Regions from separate parts of the Mus musculus genome. Here region 1 is linked to region 2. The links are chromatin contacts, called in public Hi-C maps. All regions are on one chromosome and are shown on one strand. Each heading gives the region's core, a stretch centred on a gene start, on an enhancer-like site or on the middle of the called end of the contact. The rest is flanking DNA. Distances are from core to core; before and after follow the strand shown.

The links. Hi-C and Micro-C count contacts between places; a contact is called where the count stands out from the background.
Region 1: a Hi-C map of erythroid progenitors shows a contact between it and region 2, with 1.9 times the contacts expected there. The contact joins the enhancer-like site here to the promoter of Cep290 in region 2. A contact is called at or near these places in 1 of 15 datasets of contacts at CTCF or cohesin (the G1E-ER4 cell line), 2 of 484 Hi-C or Micro-C datasets (erythroid progenitors and round spermatid), 2 of 115 datasets of contacts at active chromatin or transcription factors (the SCID.adh cell line and embryonic stem cells) and 2 of 9 other capture datasets (adipose tissue and liver).

The regions. Positions count from the first base shown.
Region 1 is chr10:100,521,569-100,526,220 of GRCm38.p6, reverse strand. It overlaps Cep290 (centrosomal protein 290), which reads right to left. Exons shown (of 54, transcript NM_146009.3): 26 at 2,818-2,991. Among named protein-coding and RNA genes, the nearest start is that of Cep290, 36 kb to the right of the region's middle. Within about 2 kb of position 1,255, at least 7 of the 459 cell types and tissues checked have an H3K27ac peak or open chromatin away from gene starts, as enhancers often do. A contact at or near this core is called in the G1E-ER4 cell line and erythroid progenitors, where this site is marked.
Region 2 is chr10:100,484,216-100,489,280 of GRCm38.p6, reverse strand. It overlaps Cep290 (centrosomal protein 290), which reads right to left and starts at 1,699. Exons shown (of 54, transcript NM_146009.3): 1 at 1,529-1,699; 2 at 873-1,002; 3 at 642-719. The coding sequence starts at 974. Tmtc3 (transmembrane and tetratricopeptide repeat containing 3) reads left to right here and starts at 1,934. Exons shown (of 14, transcript NM_001110013.1): 1 at 1,934-2,119.

The DNA of each region.
Region 1 (4,652 bases), core at 6-2,505, 37 kb before region 2:
AGAAGAAAACAAAATTGCTTTCAGTACAGGCGAGGGGGATGGCGGGAGGGGGAAACAGCAGTAAAACAGCTTTGAACTACAAATAAAAATTACTAAGATAACGAAAAGAGAGAAAACCTGGTTACAAAACAGATGTACAAAATGCATGTAAGAAAAAAACCACGATGCAGGCAAGTAGGAGCTCAGTGTCTAAGACAGTTTGTGAAATTTCTAAGACCAAGAAATAACCTAAGGTAAATAGAGAAATAATGTGATCTTTTGCCATTCAATTGAAGCCTAAATATGAAGTGAGTGACATGATGATAGTGTTTATGACAATCATTTAGTGGCAGTAAATTAAAGGAGATTTAAGTCTGGAGATAGCAGTATGAGAAACCACTGCAATGAACAAGGTATAGACAATACCATTAAAGATAGGCCATAAAAGATGTGATTATAATGTTAAAATTATAAATAAATTGAAGAAAGTATAAAAGTCAAAGAAAACACTAACAGATTCCCACTTCTTGTGATGCTCACTCATACTTTTGTTTGGTTGTTTGAGGCAGTCTAACTGACAGTGGCCTCATTCGTATACAGTCTAGGCTAGCAATGGACTCATGATCTAATTGTTCCTAACTCTCAAGAGATGGGATTGAAGGTGTATGTATCCACACTAGTCTCTAACAGTTTCTATAACTGGTGATGGGCTTCTGTAGTAGAGAGAATAGCCTTGAAATACTGAGGTTTGAAGTAGCTGTCAAGCAGGCCAGAAATAAATTAATTGACTATTTAAAAAAAAAAAAAACTTACAATCTTAAAGGGGTCACAAATCTCTTAAAATCTCTAATACTGAGGGATGGGCACTGAACTATGTCGTCTTTAAGTAAATTTTGGAAGCCTTGTTGAGCAACAGACAATAGTAAAGAATGAGATGTCCCTCTTCCAAAGTTATAGAAAGCAACAGAATTTCTATCTTCCTATTTAGACAATAGCTTGAGACATTGAAGTACACTAAGAGTACCAGACTGTGAGCTCCACTCACAGGCACATACTCTAGGAGACAAGCCCACCTGAAAATGAACCCTTCTCTGAGCCCTGGCTGGGGGCCATGTATGTGAGTGAGCATTTTCACATTGACCCCAGTACCCCTGCCACTCCCATTATCATTTTTCAATGGAATATTTTACTGAAAATTATTTTTCATACACTACATTCTGATCAGTTTCCACTGACCTAACTGTCATTCTGAGTCCTTCGATTCTTCCTAACCTAACAGACACTGCAGAACAAAGATAAGCTATCTGTAGCATGCTGACCGAGTTCTGACACCCAGAAGCCACAGCAAGAATAAAATAGGTATTTTATTCACTAATAAAAAGTGAGGAGTAATCGAGGAAGATATCCAACACCAACTGCAGGTCTTCACATGCACATATGTGCATATTCATCTGCACAAGGCAATGTGCCACATGCATACAAACACACATCCACATCCACACGGAACACCAAGGATACAAAGGTTAAGAGTCATGACAGAATGTCTAAGCTGCGTGAGACATGTGTTTGAGGGTAGGCACACCTGTGACTTAACATATATGCAGAGGTCTAAGAACAACTTTTGGAAGTCTGTTCTTAGTATTCATTTTGAAATAAGCAGTATTTTTATCGTTTCATCCTCTGCTACATATTGCAGACTAGCTGACCACAGGCTTCTAGGCAAGGCAGTTTTCCTTTCGCCGACTCCCTTCTTGCTATAGGACCAACAGTATTATGGGTCCATAATAATTGGCTCCATTAATTAATATAGGAAAACCCATCTTGACTGTGGGGACAGGATTCATGTCCTTATTAGTGGAAATGACTATATAAAATGGAGAAAGCAAGCTGAGCAATAGAAAATATTAATTGGTCTGCGTCTTGAATGTGTATACAACGTGACCAGCACTTTGAGATTCTGATATGTTGAATTCTACCATGATACACACTATCATGATCTGTGAGATCCTTTTTTAAGTTGTTATGAAGTGATTTAGTATGGAAACAAACAAAAAAAAGAAACAAAGACATATGCATTCCAAGATCCAAATGACTTGTCAGGTAAATATTTTTATATACATCTCCTTCATCCCCGCCCTGATTTTTAGTATTTCTATAACATGAAAGGATGGAAAACTGGAAAGCTCATCCAATATCTAGGCAATGCCACTAATAATGCATCCACAGTCAAATAAATCCATCATAAGAAATAGAATCTAGGGGCGGGAGAGATGGCTCAGCGGTTAAGAGCACTGACTGTTCTTCCAAAGGTCCTGAGTTCAATTCCCAGCACCCACATGTTGGCTCACAACCATCTGTAATGGGATCTGATGCCCTCTTCTGGTGTGTCTGAAGACAGCTACATAAAATAAATGAATAAATATGAATAAATCTTAAAAAAAAAAAAAAAGAAATAGAATCTAGGGACTCTGAAAGGGTCAGAAAAGAAAGAAATGGATACAGAATAGCATTTCCCTCTTTAATTACCATATCCTAGCTGTGCTGTGAAAGAAGTTTGGCTTAGCTAAATCATACAAGAGCCATAAGAGGATGACCTAGATAAAGTCACCATCAAGTCATTTGCAATTATAAATACATAGTATGTCACATGTTGGTATATGCATTGATATCCAGGACAAACCACAATTAGATAGATTATAACTATTATCATACCTCCAGCATTATTAGATAAATAAGAACCAATTTTAATCATTTGAAATCAGCAAAATTCTTACAGACCCCAGGATGCCCTAAAGTAAATGACTGGAATAACAAGGTTTAAAGGTCATAGACACTCACCTCCAGGTGTTCTAAGTTACTTGTTCTTTGAACAAGCATATTATCTTTCTGCAAGATGTCCCTGTACTTAGTAGTCAGCTCATTGTACTGTTTATTGGCTAGTTCTAATTCAGACAAAGAAACACTATTATCTATAACCTTCTGAAGAGCTGCAATCTTGAAGATGGCCATTTCCTGAAAAATAAAAAAAAAAAAAAAAAAAAAGGATATACCAAGTTAACTTTGCATATTTTTTTCTGGCAAAGCCTTAGTCACTTTTTAAAAAGAAAATTCAATTGAAAGCAAAATAGTTGAAAGCCATTTGAAAAATGTGTAATATTTCCTGTTATTCTTTCTCGTAGAAAACAATTATTTGGAAAGTTTTAATTAAGGATTTAAGTGAGTCCTTTTACAAGTTATCAGAGAAAAAGGAAGTACAATGAATTTGAGAAAGTATAGTAAGCAGAAGATATCTTTGGATACCTTCTCTAAGTCATAGAAGATTAAAATCCACTAAGCATCTGGCAGTTTAAGTGACAGAATTAATGTATGCTGTCTATGTCTGCTTTCTTCAAGTGACACAAACGCAAGGTTTGGTTCTTGTTATCGACTGATTAAAATACCTAAATAGTAACAATAAGGATTTAATTGACTTATTTCATGTTTGCTATAGTTTAATATAGAACATTCCCCCAAAGACACATGCTACAGTCTTCTCCGGCACGGTGCAATCCGGAAGTGGCACCAGCTAAGACTGGTGCTGGTGTGAACTCTAAGATCACTTTAGTTGTGCTTTCAAAGAGGACCGTGGGACCTTTGTCTTGGTGCCCTCTTTTTCTTTTCATTATAATTGGCTATGAAGTGACAAGGTCCCTATTACCCGCCCTCTTACTATGATGTATACGAGTTACCACAGTCCAAAGGTAATGAGGTCATAGTCCCAAACCTTCAAGTAGCTGAACCAAAACAACCTTTTTCTGTTTCTAAGTTTAATAATCTGAGGTATTCGGTAGAGTCCTGGGAAGAGGGTAACGCAATATTCTCCGATAGCTCTGAAAAGGCATTCATGAATGGCAGGAGGTGGTTTGATGAACACCAACAAGGAGCCGGGACTCTTTCCAGTTCTTCCCAGTGAAATGCTCCATGATAAGAAAGTACAGTGAGATCATGGGAGCAACAAAGAACCAAACCACTGAAGGGGAGATGAGGCTCTTATAGTTCTAATTCACTCCTGAGTGTAGTGAACTTTCTGTCTAATTCAAACAGCTTCCCCTCATGTAAATGAGCATATACTATTCTACCTTAGAGGCATCTGGTTTCATTTTGCAGTGAAGGCTGGTTAAAAGACATGAATTATGTCTTGTTTCCGTTAAAATATCCTCTTTTCTTATTTTCTATAAAAAAGAAAAAAATCACGAACCCTAAAAACTGTGGTTGAAGAAACAAGAAAGAAGGAGGATGGCAGAAACCTCCAGCTCGTATATTTCATACTCTCTGTACTGGCAAAACTTCAGAAAAGTCCAATATGTTTTAAAAGCCACAATAATAAAAACAAGAACATTTGTAAGTCTCAAAACTTCCTCATCTGAGAGAGCCAGCTCTCACGTGACAGTCCAGATGCACGTGACTGCTTCTGTTGCAGAAGAGCTACCTGGAGGATATTCTGTTATCAGGGTAGCAGGGCAGGGGCAGCAGCTAGACACTTCACACTGAATCTTTTGAAAATACAAATGTTTTATATAGTTCATTTCAGCTCAAAAAAAAAATCCTAATATTGAAAGCAAAAAGTATCATTTCAAATTACTAGAATATGTTATTTTTGCCAATGTATGTTCAGGAGATAGATTCCAAGGAAC
Region 2 (5,065 bases), core at 450-2,949:
ACACTGTAATGTAAACAGTGGGAATGGAAACTGTGTGGAATTTGCTATCTCAGTCTGTAGTGTGTACGATGACTAACACACAGAGACAGTCAGTAAATAGTTGTTGAATAAATACATAAGGCTAGAAATTCCAGAATGGCAAGACTTTGAATTATATCTGATTTTTCCGTTAAACTTTATAGCCATTACTTAAAATGTTTTCAATATCTTTTTTACTATCCCAATTGTTATTATTAATAAATTTAGTAATTCCTTCTTATAATTGGAACTAATCAGCTCTCATCCCTTCAGTCTATACAACACATTTAATGTTGCCTTCATAAGTACATTTCTTTACCAAGTATGATTTAAAAACCTTTATTCCCTTCTAAAATGCTGATAACCAAAATATACTCTCAAACTCTTGAACAGTATATCCCAAATTACTGGCCCCAAATATTTTTCTATATGCTTTTACCTTAATGTAAAGAATACATATTCTTTCTCAGTATTTATTTATGAAGAATCTAGAATCCTCTTATCATTTCATGTATAGCTTATAGGGGAGAGATTTTGTATTTTATTTGACCATATGATTCTTTATGACTCTTTATGTTTCTCCTAAAAAATATTTCTTTTCCTACACACTCTTTCCTACAAACCTTCATTAGAGACTGGGTAATTCTGAATAGATGTATCATGTTTTCTTGGTCTTCATTTTTTAGTTCATTTACTTCCACCTAAGGAAACAAACACACAAAAAATGGACTATTTCATACCCTGCACATTAAATACAAGCACTCTTCCAGTTATAGCATTCAATGATTTCAAGAAGCAATTTCAATTCATGACATTGTACATCAGGCTCTGTGTACAAATCATTTATTAAGTACCTTGGATAAAGATATCAATAATTTATCTGCTAACTCTTCTTGCCGTGGCAGGTCATCTGGATCAACTTTGATTAATTCTTTCCACTTTATATTAGGTGGCATCTTGAATTCTTTCACTGTCTCTCAGCCTCTACAAAGAAGCAGGTGGATTTTAGCATTTTCAAGGAAAATGGCCTTGCAGTGTTTACATGATCATGAGCGGTCTTACTTAACTCTCTAGGTGCTGGCTAAGAGCTATGGCTCCTGAACTGCAAAACAGATGCAGAGGCAAACAGCCTCGACGAAAATTAGTTCCCCTGACACAGGCTATACGATAATGTACACGCTAAATTATTATTTTCTTGCTAAGACGAATTCGGAGCTAAAACCCCGAGGCCCCTTTTCCAAGTCCCCTACCATCAATGATGGTACCAACTCCCAAGATGTTTGGAAGTTTTTGAAAACCTTCTGAGGAAAGGGGACCAGAGGATTTTTAAAGTAGATAAAAAGACTGAGCTAAATGAAGTGTTTGCGGAATCAAGCTCAATCAGGGAGGCCGAGACGACACTGCAGACAAGAGCGACAGAGGTCTGGATAGGTAGGGCTGCACCCTGTCCCTCGGGATTACGATCCTGTGAACGACACTAAGCGGCTCCGGCTCACGAGGATCCACCCACCGAAACCAAGACCTGCCACCAGCAGCAGTCACTCATCTACAGCGACCACCTCCGGGTTCGGCCACCGCCCCGGCCTCACGCTTCCCAGAGCGGTCCTCGCGCACTCAGGCTGCTCCCGCCAACTCTTCCCGACCGAGCCGAAGCGGCGCCGGCTGCTAGGCGACACCACTCCCCGCCCCCCAGCCTGCCAAGACCGGAACTAGGCCCCGGGATACCTGGGAAGACTACATTTCACGACCCTGGAAAAAGCTTTACGGCTCTATTTCCCCTCCAAGCCCTCCTTACTGTGGATGAGGGAGAGCCGTGAGATGAGGACTCTACGTCCCAGAGTGCAGTTCGGCGTCGCGGCTGTGCATCCTGGGATTGGAAGTTTTTGGGAAGAGCGGCGCGTTCCCGGCGTGCAATGCGGGAGTCTGCGGCCGCCCTGGAAGAGCTGGGGGAAGGCTCGGGAGGCGGGAGGAGCGGCTGCTAAGGTGCGGCCGCCCCGGAGTCCGAGCGTGGCAGGCTATGACTGTGTTTTCTGCGGAGTCCTTCTCCGGTCCACCATCCCAGAAGCTTTCCTGAACCGTCTCCTGGCGGAGCCGCCCTCAGGTGAGGTCGGGGCGTGTCAACCCACAGCCAGGAGTAGCTCAGGGAACCTTTGCGTTTTTAGGGAAGCGCTAGCTTGGGGCTGCCGAAGGGCTGGCGGATCTTGCAGAGGTTTGGGAAAGAGTCCTCCGGCTACTCAGGTAGGTGCGAGGGGCTCCCAGTTAGTGGCTTCCCTAAGAGGGGAGTCAATAAAAGTTTCCAGCCTCCTTGGTGTCTGGGAAAGTGGAGCGCCCCCACCCCCACCGCACCCCCTGAGTTCACGCTCTGGTTGAGTGAAGAAGGAGCGTCAAGATGGGGCAGCCTCCTGCAGCAGCTTGCGGATTGTAGTGCTTATTAGGTTAATAAGAGTGGAGTGAAGGCCAAGGAAAGAGGAGCCTTAGTGCGCCCAAGGCTCTTAAGCCGGGCTGGAGGGAGGGAGGAGGGCCATGCCAAGCGATGGCATTTTGCTGTCATTTGCTGGGTACCAAGGGAGTTCTTGGGGGAAAGTGCCTTCTCCTTCTCAGATGTTAATCTTCTTACTCAGGGAACTGTTGCCAAATGCACAGCTATTCTACACCAGCAGGTAACTTTAGGAGCTGTAAGCATCTATTTGAAAGAGTGCGTCTCGTATATATGTATGAATGTATGTATGTATGTATACGTGGATAGATATATAAGGTACTTATACATATCATACATAATAGATATTAAGTAATTAAAAGAAAAATGTAGACAGTTACATTTTTCTTTTGAAAAGATTTCTGCGGTTGAGAAAAACAAATAGCACAAAAAAATGGTATTTGAAACAAATTTTAAAGACGTTCTTCAGATTTGTAGGCCTGATTGCAGTGTTTGCTTTATTTCTAAATACTGTTTAGTTTTGGAATTATTCTTTGTGGAGATACAGCAGTATTATCCGCATTGTCCATCTAAGAGATTGAAGCTCGGAGAGGTTAAACGCTGTTTTCTTATTTAATGTGATGAACACAATCATTCATTCTACAAGCTAATGTTTGTGAAATGCGTGATATAGTTGCACTTCCCAGTTTCTCTTTTAAACGTTAATACTAAGCTTTACTTGTGTTTTGCACATTTAATTTTATGGCTTCATTTACTCAAGAGTTTGAATTATTTTTCCTGTTCATTTTGTCAGTAGTACTAAGAAATGAGACTAGTATTTATTAAACACATGTAATATGTTCACTAGTATACTACCTTAAGAATTTGCTGTTTTTAATCACAATACCTTGATTTTTTTGTATGATTTTAATACATATTTTCTATTACTCATTTACTATTTTTGTGTCATTTTATTGGTCTCTCCACCCCTGTTTCTCTTCATGTTCGTAATATCTTCAAGTAATAAATTGTATTCTCTTCAGAAGGGAGAAGTTCAAAGTCATTTATTAGTAACTGATGAAGCTAGGATTGTATATCTCAGTGAAAGTAACAACTTAAGTATATTCTTTATTAAATTCCATTCTGTAACTTAACGGTATTTTTGAGCTAATACGCTTTTCTTGGTATAAGAATACTGCAGGAAACAAATTATATTATGATCCAGGTTTTTATATTGCACTTACCTGTGAGTCAGGGCATTTAACTGAAGTTCTGGTTCTGCAGGTTGCTATATAATTTTCAAATGGCTAAGATAATTTTTCTTCAGAATTTCTCCATTTTTCAAATTTTTCCAAGAGCTGGTTTGTATGTGACAGTTCTATCAATAGCCTTGTTGCTGGAGCACTTGCCTGGACCTGTGTTCTATCTAGCCTGGGCTTGTATGAAGAGCTTTATCTAACCCAAATCACTTTGTGACAAAGCCCTGCCTCTTGTAATTGTTACCTCTGTTCTCTGTACCAATGGACTTAAATTCATTACCTGTCCTTTGCTGATTTCCTGAGAATCATACTGCTCTAATGTTTAAAATGTTGCATGACCATAAGAAGTGTATTAACTGAGGTATAGAGTAAAGGTGTTTATCAAGATTTTATTTTTCAAAGGACCTTCATGTTCGGGTAAAGGAATGTATGCATAACAAGCAGATACTTGTTTCTCTTTAGCATGAGGAGACTGGACGGAGAAGTCTGATTCAGCCTGAATGCAGACGTCCCATTCAAACGGTCTGTACACTAAAGGTAATATTAAATAGAGGAAGTTATAGAGAAGGTCTAAATGACTTGTTTTCCCAGGAAGCAGCACAGGATAGACTTCCCTTAATTAAAGATCCCCCTGAGTCATAGCTTTGTCCAATAGCTTTGTCTTTCCGAAAGTGTATCATTAGATTGTTAACCCAAGAAGCACTTAGTAAGCCGGGCGGTGGTGGCGCAGGCCTTTAATCCCAGCACTTGGGAGGCAGAGGCAGGCGGATTGCTGAGTTCAAGGCCAGCCTGGTCTACAAACTGAGTTCCAGGACAGCCAGGGCTATACAGAGAAACCCTGTCTAGAAAAACCAAAAAAAAAAAAAAAAAAAGAAAGAAAGAAAGAAAGAAAGAAAGAAAGAAAGAAAGAAAGAAAGAAAGAAAGAAAGAAAGAAAGAAAGAAAAAAAAGCACTTAGTATAATTTTGAAGTATAGGTCTTTGATGACATTTGATGATAGTTGGATTTTGTGTGCATATATGCTGAGATAATTTTTTTGTAAACAGACAAGTTGGCTTATACTGCATACATGTATAAACATGCCTTTACCCACAGTGAATCTTCTAGTGAGGAGAGAGTACTGTGTAGGCACTTTTCTCCAGATCTACACGGGGGAAACCTTCAACAATGCCAGAACTGCACTCACGATCTGTACGAGGACTAATTCTCCCTCTTGTGATATACAGTTTTGGGGAATCTTTAAGGGACGGAAAGATAGACATAATGGTACATGACTATAATCCCAGACATGAGGCTCAGAAAGGTCTCAAGTTAAATAGACTGGGCTACATATATAATAAGATCTTTAATGTACAGGAACAAATTCATACATA